Regions from separate parts of the Zea mays genome. Here region 2 is linked to region 1. Evidence: chromatin contacts called from public Hi-C data. All regions are on one chromosome and are shown on one strand. The core of a region is the stretch at or near the end of the contact, and the rest is flanking DNA. Distances in the headings are between cores, read along the strand shown. Region 1 holds the start of LOC542751 (origin recognition complex subunit 3). Region 2 holds the start of LOC103640606.

Region 1 (4,839 bases), core at 1,228-3,727:
CAAAATGTGATGTGGTAACTGATTTAGTGTGCATGGGAAAACTGGAATCGGAATAAAAAAGTTTACATGCTGATCGCTACTTCTAAACTCTCTGCAGATCAAAGAGCTGGAATCACAGCTCCTAGTTGAAAGAAAGATAGCACGGCAGCATGTCGACAACAAGATTGCCCAAGACCATCTGCAGAAGCAGCACGGCATGAAAGAAGAGAACTCGTACTCGAGAAGCCCGATGGCCGAGAGGAACCTCAACTCCACAGCAGAGAAAGCAGCAGCGCCTAAAGACTTGGGGGGCATCTCGAAGCAGATGTTCTCCGACAGCAACACTGACACTTACAGCTTCAAGCAGCTGATGTCACTAGGGGACGAGAAGGAGAACGACCCTGAAGCTGCTGTGCAGCTGCCGCCGACAACGAAGGCCAGGCGAGTGTCACTCTGCAACGGTGGAGCTCACCAGCGGCCGTTGAACCCAGCTTCACGCAGGACGTCCCTCATACCGCTGCCACGGCGCAACTCGCTGCTGCCAATGCCCGTAGCAAAGCCTGCAGCAGCAGCAGCAGCGGTGTTGCCGCTTGACAAGATCACTGAGAACCTGTCCTCGCCCCCGCTGTGCTCTCCTCCGGCTGTATCCAACGACAAGGGCAGCCGGAGTAGGAGGATCAACAGCATACTGCGGCGAAGCCTGCAGAAGAAGGTAGTCATCCGGCCGTCGCTGGCAGCGCAGGCAGGGAAGAAAGCCGCCGGTGCTGCTGCTGCCCGGGGTACTGACAGCGCACGCAGGGCGGCGCGGCGGGTGCCTGTGAGCGACGGCGCTGGCGGGCAAAGGTACAGCAGAACAGGGACAAGGAGCGGGGGTGGAGCAACTTCTGACCAGAACATCGCGGCACCTCTATTGTTAAAGAAGCCTGTGGAGATTTAGGTGTTTATTTTGTACAAAATTTAGGTGTTATTATTTGGTTGGGTTTGTGAGTTCTCGCGTATTGTGAGAGAACTCGACCGTTTGCTGCTGACCCCGATCAGGTCAGGTTTTTACAATGCTTCCAGGGACTTTGTGGGAGGCTGGGAGTGTTCATGTAACGATCTCTTATGCTGATTACTGACACAGTGGACAGTGCTTTCCCGATGCGAGAAGAAAATTTGCAGGGATTTTTTTTCGGGTAGTAGGTGTGCTTCGATGTGAACAATAGAAATGATCCTCTCTGCAAAAACTTGTAGCTCCGGTGACCCTTTTCACAGATTTGCAATGAAATTTAAGTTTTAAATGGGCATATCCTAAGAAAAAAAAGTAAGAGAACACGCATTCGCGTCGTTTTGACGGCAACGTTAGGTGTGTTATTGTCTCGAAGCCACCTGTTTTGAGTCATAAATAATTAATGAGTTTATATAATATTTGATGTATATGTTTCATATATGTGTCTAGATTTATCATAATCCATTTAAATATATATATATAATTTAAAAGCTAAAACAACTACTATTTTAAAATGAAGTGAGTAAAAAACCTTCTCGTCGGTTACCACGAATCGGATCCCGTCGTCCATGTCCTTGGTGTAGGCGATCGTAGACACGTGGTGTTCGAGACATCAGGTAAAGTTGTGTCGGACGCGACGCAAAAACAAGGTTGAGCATGGTCAAGGTTTTGAAGAAGTCTCACAAGAAGCGCTGGTAGGAACCGTGACGGGAGCGATGGCAGCAAGTGATCCCTCGTAGACGATGCCGGTTCGTTTTGGAGGAATGTGTTTTGAGGTTAGAGCCTTTCCAAAAGAACACTACAAAAATCTTTCACAAAATCTTTTATTGGAGGCTGTTGAAAAAAATCCAAAAAACATGTATAAAAATTTCACTCGAATTTTTTTTAAAGGAATTCATTGGCCTAGGGGAGCTTTAATGAGCCACATCAACAACTTCTCCACCATATCCTGTCACGTAGGCTGCTGGATTGCGCGCACTCTATCCAAGAGAGTTTGACTCACGTATAGATGAGCGATCGATTGTCACCTTTGTGGGAAGCCGAAAAAATAAAGAAAAGATGGAGTTTCGACGCAAAAAATGCTCAAATTGGTATACAACATCTCTCGGAATTGCTCTTAGACTAAGGCCAACCGATCTGATCCAATCTGCTAATTTTTTTTTACTCGGCGGCCAGTGTAACGAATAGGTACAAACCATTTTTTGATCCACAATAATCCATAGCCTAGGCACAAACTATGCATGTAACCTAAAATCTGATCTAACCTAAAAAAATCGACCATAAACTAAAAAAACCTGATTCAATTCGAAAAAAACTGATTGACATATCCATGGGAGGCATGTCCCAACCCAATTCAATCCGATACTAAACACGGGTCGTGCAAAAAAAAAAACGTACAAACCGTTCTTGATACGATCCAAACCCTACTCAACCCGACGTCTAGAGCAAGGGAGTGGAGTGCTGGACGTCGCCAACGTGTGGGCCCACTTTTTCATTTTTGGCGTGGCACGAACCTTGACGCGCTCCCTCTCGTACTGGGAAGCGGTCCCTACCAACTGGCGGCGGCGGTTCATACCCTCGCGAAGACCACTAGGGCCGCCGCCGGCGAATCTCAAGTTCTCAACACCTGGCAGAAGCAAATCGGCGTGGCACTCGCCGGGCACCGCTCCCTTCTCCCTCCTCCCACTTCCCAGTTCTCGATCGTCTCAACTCTGCGGGCTGCGGTTCCGCCTCCGCCTCCTGACGACCTCGCCCACACGACCGCTGCCCGCTTCGCTCGTCGCCCACACCGCCGTTCTCTCCCCCGGGTGCCCATAAACCCCCTTCTCCGCGCCATCGTTGGCCCGGCGTAACCATCTCCGCTGCGGGGACGAGGAGGAGCAAGCAAACAGGAAGCAGCCGAGTATCTTGCCAGGTATTTTTTCTCTCTTAATTACCTAGAAATCCCTCAAGTCTTGCAACGTTACTTTTCAAGCATTCAACATCAGCTGGCACTTCGATTTAGGGAGCATGAACCATAATCCGAAATCAATTTCATTGCATCTTTAACCGGGTTGCAAACTGAAGAGAACCAATACTTTCAGATTACAAATGTATGCTCAGTAATTGTTTTAGTTGCGTGTCGCTTATTTCTATCTACATTTACAGTATATTATATGCGTTGAGGTGGCATTGCTGATGAAAGTGAAGACATGAGGCTTGAATGAACCCTAACTGCCCCCGCCAACCGCCGCCGCCGCAGCAGTCACCGACTCCTCCAGTCAAATCAGCCATGTCGCCGCCGCCCTGTGACGCCCTGCCCACCGCTGCCAACAACATCCAGCCATTTCTTGTCCTTCACAAGGCTGCTGCCTCCTCGGTGCCATCTTCCCGGTCTCAGCGCCAGATTCAGACCTCACAGCCATCCTCACCCAACCGCAAATCAGCAAACAGATGTCGTCAACCAGCGGGTGAGGAGTGTGAGGACGAAGGGGATTCGGAGCTATATGAGCAGCTGCGTGCTGAGGCCTTCCACCGAACTTGGTCCAAGATCCAGTCCACCATCGACGAGGTCCTCAGGGCCATCAACCTCAAGCTGTTCGACCAGGTGCTGCAGTGGGCGAAGGAGTCCTTCGCTTCGGCCCATGCCATCACGAAAAAGCACCACACTGAAGTCCAGCAGCCATACCCTCTCCTGACTGATGTGATCTGCAGAAGGATCCCGACGGTATTCGTCCTCACCAAGAATGCAGAGTTTGTTGATGATATCACAACGTTTCATGACCTTGCAGGGCATATGAAGTCCAATGGATGTCACATAGTCAAGCTGTCAGCGGCTGAGTTATCAGCAAAACATGGAGTTGGTGGTTGCTTCAGGAGCCTGTTGGGACAGCTATTATCCGATGTTCCAGATGTTGCTGATGTATCTGCGCTAGCATCATGGTATTGTGAAGCTGAGAACTTTGATCAGCCTATCATTGTCATAATTGATGATTTGGAGCAATGTTCTGGCGATGTGCTTGGAGAGTTTGTGATGATGCTGAGTGAGTGGGTGTTTAAAATTCCAGTCTTCTTTGTAATGGGGATAGCAACTACCCTTGATGCTCCAAAGAAGCTTCTCTCGTCAGAGGCTCTTCAACGATTAGAGCCCTGCAAACTTACCTTGGGGTCTCCCTCAGATAGATTGAATGCACTTGTTGAGGCTGTCCTTGTTAAACCATGCGCTGGATTTTGCATCAGTCATGAAGTCGCACTGTTCGTCAGAAATTACTTTTTTAGGCATGATGGGACAATAACTTCTTTTATTACTGCTCTCAAGCTTGCATGCAGTAAGCACTTCTCCATGGAACCTCTAAGCTTTTTGTGCTTAGGAATGGTGGAGGAAGATTCTGAGGAATTTTGGCATGATAAGCTTGAATCGCTCCCTCAAACAATATGGAAACATGCTTTCGATCTACCCTCAAACAAAAATGCAAGGAATTCTTGCAACATGGTAGAAGGATTGTCTAGGCTGCTGAAATCGCAAAAGGATTGGAGTTCTGTTCTCTTGTGCCTGTATGAAGCTGGAAGGCATGACAAAGTGCAGCTTTTGGATATCTTCTGTGAGGCAGCCAGCCCAGATTGGCAAACTGAAAATGCACCAGATAGTTACCTATTTGCTTCTAAAGTGGCTTTATTAGGAGTAAAGTCAGGGTCTGCTAGAAGATTTATAGCCCAAGTAATGAATACAATAAGGTACTTGCCTACGGAAATTTTGTTACACGTCCTTGAGGTTTGGAGCATCCATTTAAAAGGAATGAGTGAGATCAACGACAGAGTGAAGGAGCTTCGGTCAAAAGGTTGTGGTGCAGATAGTGTTAGGGCCAAAAGGAAATCAACCGCCAATACTGGAA
Region 2 (4,839 bases), core at 1,609-4,108, 290 kb before region 1:
AGGCGCCCTGCGCTAGATTCTCTACTAATCCGGGGTGATGACGTGGAGCATCCACGTTTGCAGCCCAATCAATCATGTCATCCCTTGGTAGGCGCTAGCTCCTGTCCTAGCTTGCCACTGCTAGCTACCAAGAACAATCTAGAAGCGCATGCATGCATTTTCTGGTCTCGAATTAAACTGTATACAAACTGATTTTTTTTAAAAAAATCGAGGGAGCATATGTGACTACTGCGCATCATTTGGTGGTTATTAACTACGTGTTGCACCACACTACGCCCTCCTCGTTTGGTAGGGCATTTTTTTTTGGCTCGGTTTCTAAAGCGAGCTCGATCGACCAGATGATTTAAAAACAAAAACTGCTAGGAGATGTTGTTTTTTAGCGAAAAGGTAGAAGAATTCGGAACCGTTTTTTTGGAGGAGAGCCACAACCACAACGTACGCTTTGATTTGGCTATATATGCGTACCAACCCTGCCACAGGCGTGCCACCTGTGCTTCGTGACCAGCGAAGAAACGATCACCTGGCGGTACAGAGCAGGACACGTCGGCCACGTACGTCCGTGCCGTCGTCATGTATATCCGTCTACTGCTGCTGCTACCTACGGCTCACCACACCACGTACCGTACACGTTGCATGTGGCCTGCGTGCCAGCGGTTTACTGTATGTATTAAGGGCATGTTTGTTTACCCCAATGGATTAATCCTGTTTGTTTACCCAGATTATCTGGCGTGTTTCTGTTGGGCGGCGGGCTTCTCTGATCCGATAGGCACAAAAACGATTCGGTAGATTATAATGGTAATGATGGGTAATATCTAGGAAACTTGAAAGGGTAGTGGGGAAGTGGGAAAAAAATAATCTGAAATAAGCACCTCCTCACTTGCTTATGGATTATCATAATCCAAGGGGTTAGATTATATAATCTGGACAAATAAGCTAGACTGTTTGTTTGCCTTTTAGGATTATTTAATCCAGATTATATAATCTGGGGGTAAACAAACAGGCCCTAAGCCTGATGACATATTATCTCTGTATAAAAAAAAGTAAGCTACTGAAGTACTAAAAAATGGAGTTTGAATATCAGGAAGAGGAGATATGTAAGCTCCTGAAGTACTAAAAAGGTAAAAAAAAGACAAAATAATGACTACACCACTATAATTATAAATGGTAGTTGCTTAACAACACCGGGGTACTCAAAAATACCAAAAAATAGAGAGAGTTCGTTGGCCATGTTGGATCTGGACACAATTGAGGTTCATATAATTAGAGAGGTTCGAGGTACCTCCATACTAAAAGAGGAAAAAGATTACAAGCTCAAACAAGAATAAATCTGTGCACATGCAGCCTGTTCTTCTAGCTTCCCTGGCCTCACTTCATGACCGACTATATATATACGGTGGGAGATCTAGCTTAATGGTACTAGAGAATGCAGCCTGTTCATACAAGGCATCGGTGCACATGCTAAATAAATCTGTTTGTTTCGGCTTGTTTTCAGTTTCTGACCACCAGAAGTTGCTGCGCAGGGCTGTCAAACACTTATCTTTTCAGTCATTTTTTGTTGTTGAAAACCGTCCAAAATCAACGTGAGCACGAAATCGGTTGAGCCGTCGCGAGCGAAAATAGTAATTTGTCACCTTTTGTAGATCCTAAACTCTATAAATACCTCCGGCTTCTTCACACATAATCTCCATGGTAACACAAGTAATCTCTATGGTAACTAGATTCTCCCCACGAACAGATACAAATAGGCCCCTGGACTCTTCGTCCAACAATCAATTGTAGCCATAATGCTAGAGTGCGTGGCACGCACCTGTACGTAGCCATGGGAGCACATGCATGTACACAAGTTCTCCGTTCTCCCTCGACGACGCTTGAATCGTCCATGCATGCCAATTATTGTCGACCACGACGACGAGCCATCTGATGTGATATCAACTGCACTGCACTGCACTGCGTCCGTCGTCGTCCATAGATCCCTAGCTCCTAGTGACCATGGCCAGCACCTGTGTCCTGGCATGCCGGCCAACATGTACACCTTGAAAGTGAACAGACCCATCTGCTTCCGCTGGTCGGTCTCACAAGTGCAGTAGTGTGTGCCTGCCGCCCCTGCAAATTGCCTGCCTGCCTGCCCAATTTGCTGCAGGAAATCTTTGCGAGTCCAGCTGCATCCAGCAGGTGCCTGCCCTCCCAGTTCAGGCACGCGCATCCAGCCACATGATTTCTTTTTTTTTTTCTTTTCTTTTTTTGGTAGATAAAGATCCAGCCACAGGATTAGAAGAGATGATGATGAGTTGATGACAATGATGATGATAGCACACATATTCAGTGTCTGTCTGCCTGCCCCCATGGGCCATGGCTCTGCTCTGCTTGCATTACATGCACTCTCTAGATTTGCCAATCATGCTCACACTCAAGTACGAAAAAAAAAGTTTAGGAGAGACTAAACTAAACTGATTCACTGAAGCCCTTCTACGTTATATTTATACACGTTTTAGTATATGGAAGTCTCTAGTGGACTTTATGGTATCCGAAACAGTATGGGGCTGGGCTGGAGCCCCGACCGCGATCCGTCCCTGCTCACACTCACAATGGCAGCCACAAAACCTGCAACTACACAGCAGCTAGCATTCATTACTACTGCTGCTACACAAGTGATGATCACCGATCCTGGTCGGCTGCTTGGGCTTGCAGCACGAGCACGGATCTCAAAGCCGATCCAGTGGCGCCGGTAGTTTTTGTTCTACTGACAAGTGGTGTGGTTCCATGTGTATTTTTCTCTCTGGGGCGGGCCCAGGACCGGGACAGAACTTTGCCTTCTCCTCTCTTGCAATGGCCATGGCCCCCTGGCATGCTATAAAAGGGTAGCACCAGGCCACACGCCCTCCCTCGCACTGAACATTCTACAAGCCTCTTCTGCCTCACACACTCTCTCTCTCTCTCTCTCTCAAGCCATAAGAGATAGCAAGGCAGCGCACCCTCTTCAGACGGCAAGCAAGGGAGGCATATAAATATATGCAGCACATGTTCCCTCTGCTCAGCACCGTCAGCAGCATGCAAGGACCTCCTCCCGGCCCCGGCCAGCAGCAGAGCAGCAAGCAGCTGATGAGGACGGTGTCCATCTCGGTGCTGGTGATGTCGCTGCCGGTGCTCTACGTCTCCTTCCTCCACGTCCCGCCCGCCGCGCTCGCCCGCGACACCACCTTCTGGTTCCTCATGTCCAACTCCATCATCATCGTCATCGCCGCCGACTCCGGCATGCTCTTCTTCCGCTCCTCCTCCTCCTCCTCGCCGGACGACGACGGTGACGGCGACGGCGGCCTCCACGCGCCGCCGCCGACCAAGGACCAGCAGGCTTCTTTGGTTGGCGTGGCGGCGGCCATCGCCGAGAGCAGCGGCGACGACGACCGCGCGTACGCATTGGTCGAGAGCAGAGACATCGTCGTCGTCGTAAGCCCGTCGGCGACCAACGACGGCGGCAGCGCAGCGACGACGGCGAGCCGGAGCCGGAGCCTGGCCGGGAGCGAGGAGCGGCGGGCGGCGAGGCGGCGGCACCACCGGCGCGCCGGGCACCGGCCGTCGCACTCGCAGTCGTCGCAGGCCCTCGTCCCCGTAGTCGTGCAGGACAAGAGCGTGGTGCTCAGCGAGGAGAAGCCGAGGCGGCAGCTCCGGCGCGCCGCGACTACGACGACGACGGACAGGCGGCCGCCGCCGGAGACTACTGCCGACGAGAAGGAGAAGCTGGAGAGCGAGTACTCGAGGCTGTCGGACGAGGAGCTGAACCGGCGCGTGGAGGAGTTCATCGCCAGGTTCAACCGGGAGATGAGGCTACAGCTGGAGGAGGAGGAGGATGAGGAGGAGCAGGCGAGACGAAGCGGAAGCGAAAGCGACTGACTGACGCCATGCGCGCGCATGCACAGCGACCAGAGTTCCATGCCCCTTGTATAGCAGAGCACTCCACTCCATGTTTGGCCGGCCAGCTGCTAGGGTCTTCTCTTCTCCATGTGTAGTAGTGAGTAGTGACTAGTGAGGATATAGTTTGGGTTTTGTATGTGAGAACTGAGAAGGCAGAAGAGCACGACGAGCGTATGAGCGCGAATAAACAGTAGACAAGAACACGCAGCTAGAGCGCGCGGCGCGCGAGAAAAAAAAAATAAACAACCACATTTTCGGAGCAAGCTAGCCAGTAGTGTCCATCTGCTTCCTCGCTCCTCGTCCGGCAATCAGTTGGAGATCCCATCAGAGAAACAGTACTGTTCCTGAGCTCCGGCCTGACAGCGACAAGATCTCCCGGCCTCGCGATCTTGATCGACAGGTACGGGTTGTTTTTAAACATAAATAGCGCCTCGGCAGGGCAGACGAATCTGAAATCTCTTGCTTTGTTACGCATTTACGTACGGTGGTGAGGTTTTTTTTAACTGTAATATGGCAAAATTACCCGGATGCTGAGGCCTGAGGGTAAGCGAGAGAAAAAAACATCTTTTACCAGCTAACTATAGATACTTAGCAGAGAGAACAAAGAATGGTTTTTTTAAGCCGGTGTCCTCAGTTTTGGTAGTGTTCTCACTTTTACTCTTAGTTGTGTTTCAAAGAAGGATTTTTTAAGTTGATGCCCTCAGTTTTGGTTAGAGATGGTCAAATGGGCCGTCCGGCCCATTTTGGGCCCGGTCCGCCAGGCACGGTTAGAAAACCGGGCTGGGCCGTCTAAGCACGCGGGCTCAATTTCCTGTTCGAGTCCGGTCTGCAGCGGGCCTAAACGGGCCGGACCGGTCTGTTTAGCACGAAAAAAGTGGACCGAAAAGTGGGCTATGCGGGTTAGTAAGCACGTTTTAGTGTAAAAAAGCG

What was found. A called contact is a pair of places that touch in the nucleus more often than the background predicts.
Region 2: a contact with region 1 is called in a Hi-C map of endosperm, with 4 times the contacts expected there. The contact joins the promoter of LOC103640606 here to the promoter of LOC542751 in region 1. A contact is called at or near these places in 4 of 25 Hi-C or Micro-C datasets (bundle sheath, ear, endosperm and 1 more).

Annotation. Positions count from the first base shown.
Region 1 is chr1:178,114,662-178,119,500 of Zm-B73-REFERENCE-NAM-5.0, reverse strand. It overlaps LOC542751 (origin recognition complex subunit 3), which reads left to right and starts at 2,477. Exons shown (of 3, transcript NM_001112260.2): 1 at 2,477-2,882; 2 at 3,116-4,839. The coding sequence starts at 3,171. LOC100193929 reads left to right here. Exons shown (of 5, transcript NM_001329512.1): 5 at 98-1,030. The coding sequence ends at 916.
Region 2 is chr1:178,408,851-178,413,689 of Zm-B73-REFERENCE-NAM-5.0, reverse strand. LOC103640606 reads left to right here and starts at 2,858. Exons shown (of 1, transcript XM_008663856.3): 1 at 2,858-4,176. The coding sequence starts at 3,010. The coding sequence ends at 3,888.